Regions from separate parts of the Mus musculus genome. Here region 2 is linked to region 1. Evidence: chromatin contacts called from public capture Hi-C data. All regions are on one chromosome and are shown on one strand. The core of a region is the stretch at or near the end of the contact, and the rest is flanking DNA. Distances in the headings are between cores, read along the strand shown.

What was found. Capture Hi-C pulls out chosen DNA fragments and counts their contacts.
Region 2: a capture Hi-C map of embryonic stem cells shows a contact between it and region 1, with 2.4 times the contacts expected there. The contact joins two enhancer-like sites. A contact is called at or near these places in 1 of 484 Hi-C or Micro-C datasets (nephron progenitors), 6 of 115 datasets of contacts at active chromatin or transcription factors (embryonic stem cells and pancreatic cancer cells) and 1 of 9 other capture datasets (embryonic stem cells).

What each region holds. Positions count from the first base shown.
Region 1 is chr6:140,191,777-140,196,339 of GRCm38.p6, reverse strand. No RefSeq gene overlaps it. Among named protein-coding and RNA genes, the nearest start is that of Gm38917, 92 kb to the left of the region's middle. Within about 2 kb of position 2,744, at least 45 of the 459 cell types and tissues checked have an H3K27ac peak or open chromatin away from gene starts, as enhancers often do. A contact at or near this core is called in embryonic stem cells, where this site is marked.
Region 2 is chr6:140,460,314-140,464,876 of GRCm38.p6, reverse strand. All of the region lies in intron 3 of Plekha5 (pleckstrin homology domain containing, family A member 5), which reads right to left. Among named protein-coding and RNA genes, the nearest start is that of Plekha5, 38 kb to the right of the region's middle. Within about 2 kb of position 2,561, at least 12 of the 459 cell types and tissues checked have an H3K27ac peak or open chromatin away from gene starts, as enhancers often do. A contact at or near this core is called in embryonic stem cells, where this site is marked.

The DNA of each region.
Region 1 (4,563 bases), core at 1,495-3,994:
GGGACAAGACTATCAGAGTCAGTGGCATCTTCCAGTAATGGCCCTGGTACACATAGGCAGTGTCGCCTGGTGAGTGTGCTATTTATTGCCAAGGAGTACCATCCATGTAGCAAAATTCTCTCCTAATTAATTGATTGGATAATAAAGATGACAAGAAGCCAATCACTGGGCAAGGAGGAGGCGGGTCTTCTGGGTCTGAGAAAGGAAGAGGGAACACAGGAGGAGGGTATTTCCTTTTGGACATTGAGGGGAGGGAAAGCAGATATGGTGGTGGAATCCACCAGAATCCGTCACCAGATTTCTAACATGGGATAGTTAATGAGTTTAGGATGCTAGACACTGCTCCCAATGGTTGTGTTATCTGTTGATTCTAAACTAGATTGTCTGGTGTTTTCCATTTCTCAGCGACTCAACTGAACTCCAGGGGAAAGGTAACAGCGGAGCCTGGGTTGGTGAAAGTGCACCCCAGCTAGCCACGGAAATTTGGGAGTGCTGAGCGGTTTGACAGCAGCTAGCCACAGGGGTTGGATGACTGGGAATACTGCTGCAAGCGAACCGAAGGAAGTTGGGCAAAGGAAGTTGGGCGGACCACCGCTTAGGGATAGCCATGGGGGTGGGGAGACCATTGCGGCCAGTGAGTAGCCAGCGATATTGTGGGCTGATTTTTAATAACTACAGGCAACACATTCAGGCGTTTGGAGCTGTACTGGAACTGTGGAAGCCTCCTGCTTTGAGTAATAAACAGTTACTAGGTTCTCAGCCACCCAGCATGCAACAGCCATTATTGAATACCTCCCCATCTCCTATTGTGTGAACCATCCACTAAGCCCCCTTGTCTACACACCATTCTATTGACTTTGCTCCTCTAGAGAACCCTACTTAACCCATCGAGTACTGACATCTCACTTCTATCCATTTTGAACTTGCTCTGTCTGCTGTGGCTTAGCACTACTAGCCAAGGACCCAGAGGCACTCAGATTGCCAGAGACCCCAGTGTGCCACTTATGACATGGTTCTGTCATGCAGTGATGTGTGAGATATACCCACATGCCCTATGAGGGAAGCAGAGCCTACCGGACTCTATCAAAAATACTGCTCAAATTGGGAGCTGAACTAAATCAGGCAAGAACTTGTGCTGGTTTTATTCTGATGCTTTCAGCTCTCGAGTGACTCTCTGCTTACCTTTTGGGGAAAATCAGTAATTACCAATCCAATGCTCTCTATATACCAGGTATCCCACATACCTTGCACAAAAATGAGACGAAAATTATGCCAGTTTCCTTTAGATTATAGGAGCACAGCTAATAAAGACTCTCAGGCAGAATTTTTTATATTAATTGAAATATTTGGAAATACAGAAGGCCTGTTTGTCATCTTTTGCTCTGAGAGACAGCCAGTTCAGAGTTTGCAGAGAGCTGTCATCATTAGCTTAATAGTCAACTTGATGCAGCCTGAAGCCACCTGAGAAGGGAATCGCAGACTGGCCCATAGGCATATGTGTAGGGGATTGTCTTGGTTGTTAATTGATGAACGAGGGCAGGCTGTGCCATTAAGTTTCCTGAGCAGCTGGCCCTAGCTGTATAGGAAAGCTAGCATGAGCCAGTGTGGGAGCAGGCAAGCAGCATCACACCATGATTTCTGGTTCAGTTTCTGTCCTGACTTCCCTCAATGATGGACTATGATTTGGAAGCTGCTATTTAGGAAGGGGACAGATTGCACCCATAGGGAGAAGCAGGCACTTGCAAGTGGACATGAGGGACTAGACACTGGAAACCAGGTGTGGGCGGGACAGCTGGAGCCCAGGTCTTGGGATCTTGACAAGTTAAAACCATAGTGTGGGGTACCACAGATGACTCCACATGCAGCAGCTTGCAAGAAGGCGTGGTTTAGACACTTGTTCTTGGTTAGATGCTTTGTGACAACAGAAATCAGACTGGGCCAGGAGCCCAGTGAATTTATTAGAGGAAAAGCATGAAAATTTCCCAGAAGACTTGGGCCTCTTGGCATTAAGGGTAGGTTAGACTTTAAGAGTTTACATGGAATACTTTGTTAATGGGAGTATTTGGATACAAATTACTTTCCCTGGAAAGACACTTGGCTATATGATAATCCTGCGATGATGCAGTGTGAGCTTTTTATACCTTTATAACTTAGTGTTTGTGGTCAATAACTGATTTGGAACTTGGGTGTGGAAAGATAAGGTAACTCCCTTATTGATGAGCAGTTGAGATTTGAGTTCAAAGGCTATGCTTCTAATGGCTGAGCATTGCGACTGGTTCTTCATCACATCCTGTAGAAAGCTGTAACATCAGAAGGTTCACCCTGTTGAGGAAGGGAGCAGTTTGCACCCTTAGGCAGAAGCAAAGGCTGTGTGTAGGCACGAAGGAGTGGAGTCTGGAAACCAGATGTGGGGTGGCCCATTCTCAGCCTGGACCTCAGGGACTGTGATGAGTGGGAGCCATAGGGTGGGGTACCATAGATGACTCCAGATGCCGCAGCCAGTGATCGAGTATGGCTGAAGCAGAAAATAGGTTGTCATGGAAACAGGCAAACCCAAAGGCCAGAACTTGGGAGTCCAAACCAGGTCAGACTGAGATGGTATCTGAGGCCACAGCTGGAGCAAAGGGGACACACACAGGACCCTGGCAGACAGATTTCCTGACTGCCTGGCTGCTGCAGCTCAGCTGCTTCTCGTTCCTGCTGGCTGCACACTGGCGCCTGCTGCCCCTGGAGAGCCTTATGGTCTTTCTCTCTCTACTGGCAAGGAAACCCGCCTCTTCAGAGCTCCGCATTACCTCAGTTGCTGGCTCCGGCTTCCTGGAATCTGTGAGAAGCTCCTGGAAGGACCGTTCAGGCTTCAAGCAAATTTAACTATGGTCCCTTTCTCCCCCTGTGTGGGACTAAGCCTGGTTGAGAGTCAACATTTTTCTCCGGGGTGTCAGCCCTTGAGTAGTTAGTCACAGAGACTGGCTCAGAATCTAGAGACTTAAGGAACAAATGTTTGGCAGGAGGGGGAGGGGAGGTGGGGTGGTGGTGGGTGGACAGATAGTCTGCATTTGAAAAACATCCCCAAGTGCTGCCACAATGCAAAGACTACTCTTAGCTTCCCATTGAGTCTCATTTAAATCTTGCTGGTCCTCCCTGCTGACTGGTCCTTAGACAGCTGGGAGGGGGGCCTTCCTGTAGTGCTGGCCCCAGAGGGAGCTTTCATCCCTGGACCTCTCAACTCTAGTCTTGTACATTTTGAAATTATAATTTGTGAATGGTTTTTTGAGATCATAATGTAATTGCATCATTTATCCACTTCCCTTTCCTCTTCCAGCCCCGCCCACAAACCCTCCCTGTTCACCTCAAATTTATGACCTATTTACTTTAATTGTTGTTGCATAAATATGTATTCCTAAATATATAAATACAACCTGCTCAGTCTACATAATGTTGCCTCTCTGTCGGTTTCAGGGCTGGCCATTGGGTGTTGGGTACCCAGTTGATGCGCTCACCCCTGAGGACGACGGCGTCTCCCACCCGTGGCATTTCTTAATTTCCTGTAGTTCTTTGTGTCGGGCCAAGGTCTCATGAATTTTCTCCTTTCCCGGTTACCGCGTCTGTAGGTGTTGCCCTTGCTTACGTCACACGTAGGCAGCCATTTCTGTGAGATTGCATATGCGTAGCTTCTCTGACTTTTTTTCAGAGACACAGTCTCACGGTAAACTCTCTGCTTCTCTGGCTCTTAAATATTCCTCCGGCCTCTTCCACATGGATCCCTCAGTCTTACGCTGTAGATGTAGTTAGACCTCTGCTCGCCTCCTATTCTCCAGTGCCCTGGCTTTGCCAGACCTCCAGACTCTCTGATGAACCTCACTTTCTTTCCTTTTGATCAAAAATGTTTCTTTGGTTAATTTCTCATAATCCTCCTATAGCCAGCTTTGGCACGGTCTGTACAAATGAGCCACCCTAAAGTTCTCTGGACGGCATAATTTATTCATAAGGTATTTGGACCTTCTGATTCCAGGGATATTTTTGTATAACATCATTTTATTTAACTTCCCTCTTAAGGCAGTGAGATGGCTCAATGGTTAAAGGTTCTTGTCTCCGAAATCTGGTGACATGAGTTGGATCTTCCAGATGCACAGGGTAAGCAGAGAGGACCAGTTTCTGCAAGTTGTACTCTGACATCTTACAGTGGTGACCACTCATACACAGACTCAAAATAAACTTAAATAAATAAAAAAAACCTTTATGTATTAGAATTAAAATAGAGTCACTTAGCTGGGCACCATGGTCCAGGCAAGCCTTTATTTCTTCCACTTGGAAGTTTGAAGCAGTGGAGTTTCTATGAGTTCAAGGATAGCCTTGGTTGGCAGTGTAGGACCGCACAACCACTCCTGCAAAGAAATAGAGTCATTTCCATCAAATTCTCATAACATGGGAGGAGGGTGACTTGACAGGCAGGCCTTCATATATGCTTATGTGACAATAAGACCCTTTGCAGAGTCTCTGAGACTCCATGTGTACACGGGGGGAGTGGGGGGCAGTTCAAACAAATGCTCTAGAAAAGCTGGT
Region 2 (4,563 bases), core at 1,312-3,811, 270 kb before region 1:
AAGAAAGGAGCATACTTTTCTGTGAAGACCATTTTCTTCTTCTAATGGGTAGGGGCTGAAAACCCCTGGGGAAACAGGAAGTTTAGTAAATGTGACAAACTGCTATGAGCTAGAGAGGAAATCAGCAGCCACCTTGGCTATAATTTTCTCCTTCTTTTGCCCAGGTACAAAGAGCCCTGCAAGATGCAGGGAAGAACAACGGACCAGCACTCAACCCCAAAGCCTGCGGCCCATTCAACATGTCTACAGATGCCACGCCTCGAGAACACCACCTGAGAGAATGGTGGTTGGTGTGCGGGGCTTCTAGAGGGTCTGTGTTCATGACCCACAGCACTGGGAAGGAACTGTGCCTCACACACCTGCATGTGCTAGTGAGCCACGGTGGCCTGTTTGGTCTTGAGCAGTTATGGTCTGGTTCCTAGTTACGGGTTTCATCTGCACTGCTGTAGTTGCAGAACAATTTCCTTTGTGGTGATGCAGGAGGAATGGGGCCAAGCACGCACTTACAACGAGCTCTGCTACTAAGTGACGCTCCAAGGCCTGAGCAACCTCCCATTTTTCATCGACCAAACTTCTAGAAGTGACCATTGGAATCTGCCTAGTGGCTGTTTTCTGAACACTGCATTGTGTTACTTGGGTGTAACTTGCCTCGTATGATCTGCAAATATGTTCCCCAAGACTATTTTCTTTCTCTTCTCTTTTTCTAAAGGTCTTATTTTTATTTATATGGGTAATTTGTCAGCATCTGCATCTGCACACCAGAAGAGGGCGTCAGATCCTAAGGGGTTATAGTTACAGTCAGTTCTGAGTTTCCAGGTGGGTGCTAAGAATTGAACTCAGGACTCCTGGAAGAAGAGCCAGTGCTCTTAACTGCTGAGCCATCTCTCCAGCCCTCTCTTTTACAATGTAAAACACCATTAATTTTGACAATTTCAACTTATTTTTCCTATGTCTGCACTATACTTTGGGTATCATTTCTTTTTCCATTAATTTCATAGCTTTAGTTTTCATTATAGGACTTTACAAATTGTTTATTTCATCCCTTCAGTTCATCTCTGCCCTCGTTCTTCCATCTGTCCATTTTCAGTAGCTTCCTTTCCACTTCCATACACATCTTTTCCAAACACATCTTGTTCCTCTCACATAGTCTCCTATAAAGTTTCATGGTCTATTTTGGCATCATTTCTAAGAAATCTTTACATATTTTAAGATCACAAAAATTATCTGATATATTTTCTTCCAACAGTTTTAAAAGTTTTAAATCGAGGTCAATGTTGTATTTTTTTATAATTTTAATTAAAAATTATTTTTCCATAGCTTAATACCAAACTCAGAGCCCCATACATGCTAAGCGGGTACTCTACCACTGAAGCACAAGTCAGCCCCATTTTTGTTTTTGTGAAATATATTAATATATAATAATATACCATACATAATTATGAAGTATATTCATACATAATATATAGCATATATTATATTTGCAGGGGCTAGGAGTAGTAACGCACACCTTTAACCCCGGCACTCAGGAGGCAGGGATAGGATGATCTCTAAGTTTGAGGCCAGCTTGGTCTACACAGTGGGGTTCAGGACAGCCAAAGATGTGTAGAAAAACCCTGTCTCAAACCAAACCAAACCCACACAAGTGCCGCATGAGAGTGTGAGCTCTCTCACGGGCCCAGGCCCACCCTCCCAGCGGGCGGGCTCCTTGGCTCAGCATCCCCAGGACAGCCACTTCTCCCACTGCAGCAATGTTGTAGCTTTCTCCATACACAGCACCTTACGAAGTGTGTGTATTAAGTCGAGTATGTGCATGGCTTTGCACTCCTTTCTAGATACATATGTATGAATGTATACACACACACAGTCACGCGTATATATAGACATTTGATTCATTCATCCCTTTTCTTTTAGCTGCTGCATTCAGTGACCTGAGCAAGACTAACTTTACTGTGATTGTTCACAGTAAGTTCTGTTCTCTTCATTTTTTTATACTATAAATATATAACTACAAACACAAACTTTGGAAAGCTACAACCAACATTCTTGTAAAGGACTGTGGGTGGGATCTGAGGAATGAGCCCCAGGCATGCCCACCAGGCAATGTTCTACCACTGAGCTACTCTGCAGCCCTCCATGGCACAATTAATGTATACTTATAAGCAGCTACATATAGGGTACCATTAGAACTTACAGTATAAGCTGTCTCTTTATTTATGTATTAAATATTTAAAATATTCCCAAGGCAAACAAAAAAAACTGATGCTCTCTACCCTTCCCTGACTCTCAGGTCATCCTGCATGGAACATAAGTGCTTGTCACTCTTCTCCTTATATCCCTTGTCTCTGTGGGGTAAAAAAATGGGGTCCTGCATCCCTTGGGGCTAGTGCCACTGGGCAAGGCAGGAAGTCTGACTGTGAGCAACCCTAAGGAACCGCTGGACAGGCTTGAACTGTGGGAAGCCGTGGGATCCTGCTCCGGGAGTTGGAAAAGGGGCAGTCAGGGGTCCACGCAGAACTGCCTGAGTCAGGCTCAGTCTCTCAAGCACCACGGACCATCGGGCACCATGGAAGAGCCAGTTCTGGGATGCCTGGGCTACAGGGAAGCCAGGGACAACAGGTTCTCACTCTTGGACATTCCAGGCACCGCTGTATGTCGCGGAAGAGCTGAGAACAAAGTAGGGACCCTCGGGTGGACTCTGGCCTGGGTGCCAAAGGGAAAGGAGTAGGAGAGAGTCTAGCTAGCTCAGGAGGCTTGGGTTAGTGGTGGCTGTGGCTGGAGCGTAGAGCCCAACGGGAGGTTAGATGCGCCGCTCTTTAGGGGGAAACCTGCTCCACTGCTCCAGCATGGGGGATCCGATGAGAAGAGGCAGTCCATGGTTTTAGGGTATTTATTGTAGAAAGGCATAGAGAGGGAGAAGTGTAGAGAAGTAGAGGCCAGCCATGGCCAGGCGAAGAGTGGGGAAAGGGAAGGCGGAGATGGGGGAGCAAGGGAGCCAGAGTAAGAGCAAGAGAGTGAGAAGGGGCAAGCAGCTCCTTTTACAGTGGGCTGTGCTACCTTGCTGTTGCCAGGTAACTGTGGAGTCTAGACATCCTACGTGACTGATGGCCACAGAATTATGGAGCTGGGGCCTCATGTCAGGAGCCTATGTCTGGGAGCATGGCAAACGGGCCTTCTGTCCCTTGCAGATTAATCTGCAGGGTCTCCGGGGTTTAAACCTAGCTCGACCAGAAAACAGGCTGCCTTTCACGGTTCCAAATGTGTCCTGGCACAACCAGGCAGTTCCCTTCTCATAAGGCTGTTTTCTTCATCGTGACCTCTACAGAAGCCAAGCCAAGGTATCTGGGCTTCCCTGAGGAGGTGGGAAATAGGGGTAAAACAGTTTTAACTACTATTTCTGTTTTGGTTGCTCAGCTGAAACAAACAAACTTCATTACATTTTATAGGCTTGCAATTGTCTTATTAGCCAAACACCAAAAACATAGGAAGTTAACAGGTGACCACTATCTGCAAGAGTTCTCCAAATGTAGACTTTATTACAATCTAGGTTGTGACAATCATCTTCCTAAGTAAGTCACTAGTGTGCCAGCTAAGCTACTTTCTCTGGGACTGAAGTGGACAGAGAAAAACAATCAAGATAAAAGAGTCCCATGGTGTCAGAGAGGCAGGGTGAAGAGTGACTTCTAAAGTCACAGTGGGAGAGGGAGAGGGAGCATTCTGTCCATGAAGTTCTCGGAGGGGATGGATGCCCAGCAATAAATCTCACAATTAGCAGCCACAGAAGTGCTCCCCTTACAGCTTCCTGGCTCCACAAACATTCACAAGTAACAATACAAAAGGCTTTAAGTCATCTACTGAGTATCTTCAATATACCTTCTACCATCACTAGATGCTTAAAGCAAGATGAACAAACCACCAAAGGAAGCTGGATGTTCAGTTTCTACCCTGAGTTTCCTACAACTCAACTGAAGCCATGGAGAAAGCTACACTGTCCTTAAGAGTTTTCTGAACTGTTAGCTCATAAGACTCTACCACATAACGATTTTCACCTCCCCCTCATCTCCCTCTTCTCACCTTACTACTCAGAAAACAGGTATGCCCACGTTCAGTATAAGGCGAGAAAAGCATTTCAGGTAAGGGTGCCACACAAGTTACACACTTACTGTTATTAGTGAATGAAAAGGAGAGCTAAGTGATTCATTCGCCCGTCTTGAGGGCATCAAAGACCTGACTGTCATGCTTCAGTGCAGGCTGCTTCCTGAGATGGCAGACATCACTGAGCAGCTCAGACTCGCACTTAGCGATGTGTCTTAGTGGTAATTACTATGGATATAACGATCCCAACAATCCCAGCTGAGTTACTGTGTACAGAGGGCCTAACACTCCTTACCTCACACTGCTAAGAATCAGAGCTGGTTAGCTTACCAAAAAAGAGTTGGGGAGAAGCTACACAAAAGCCACATACAAGAACTATAAGCTACCAATAGCAGCCCAGAAAGATGTGCGATTAAGAACTATGAAACTGTCTCAGTATGGGTAGCTCACATCTATAGGCTCAGTAGGTGG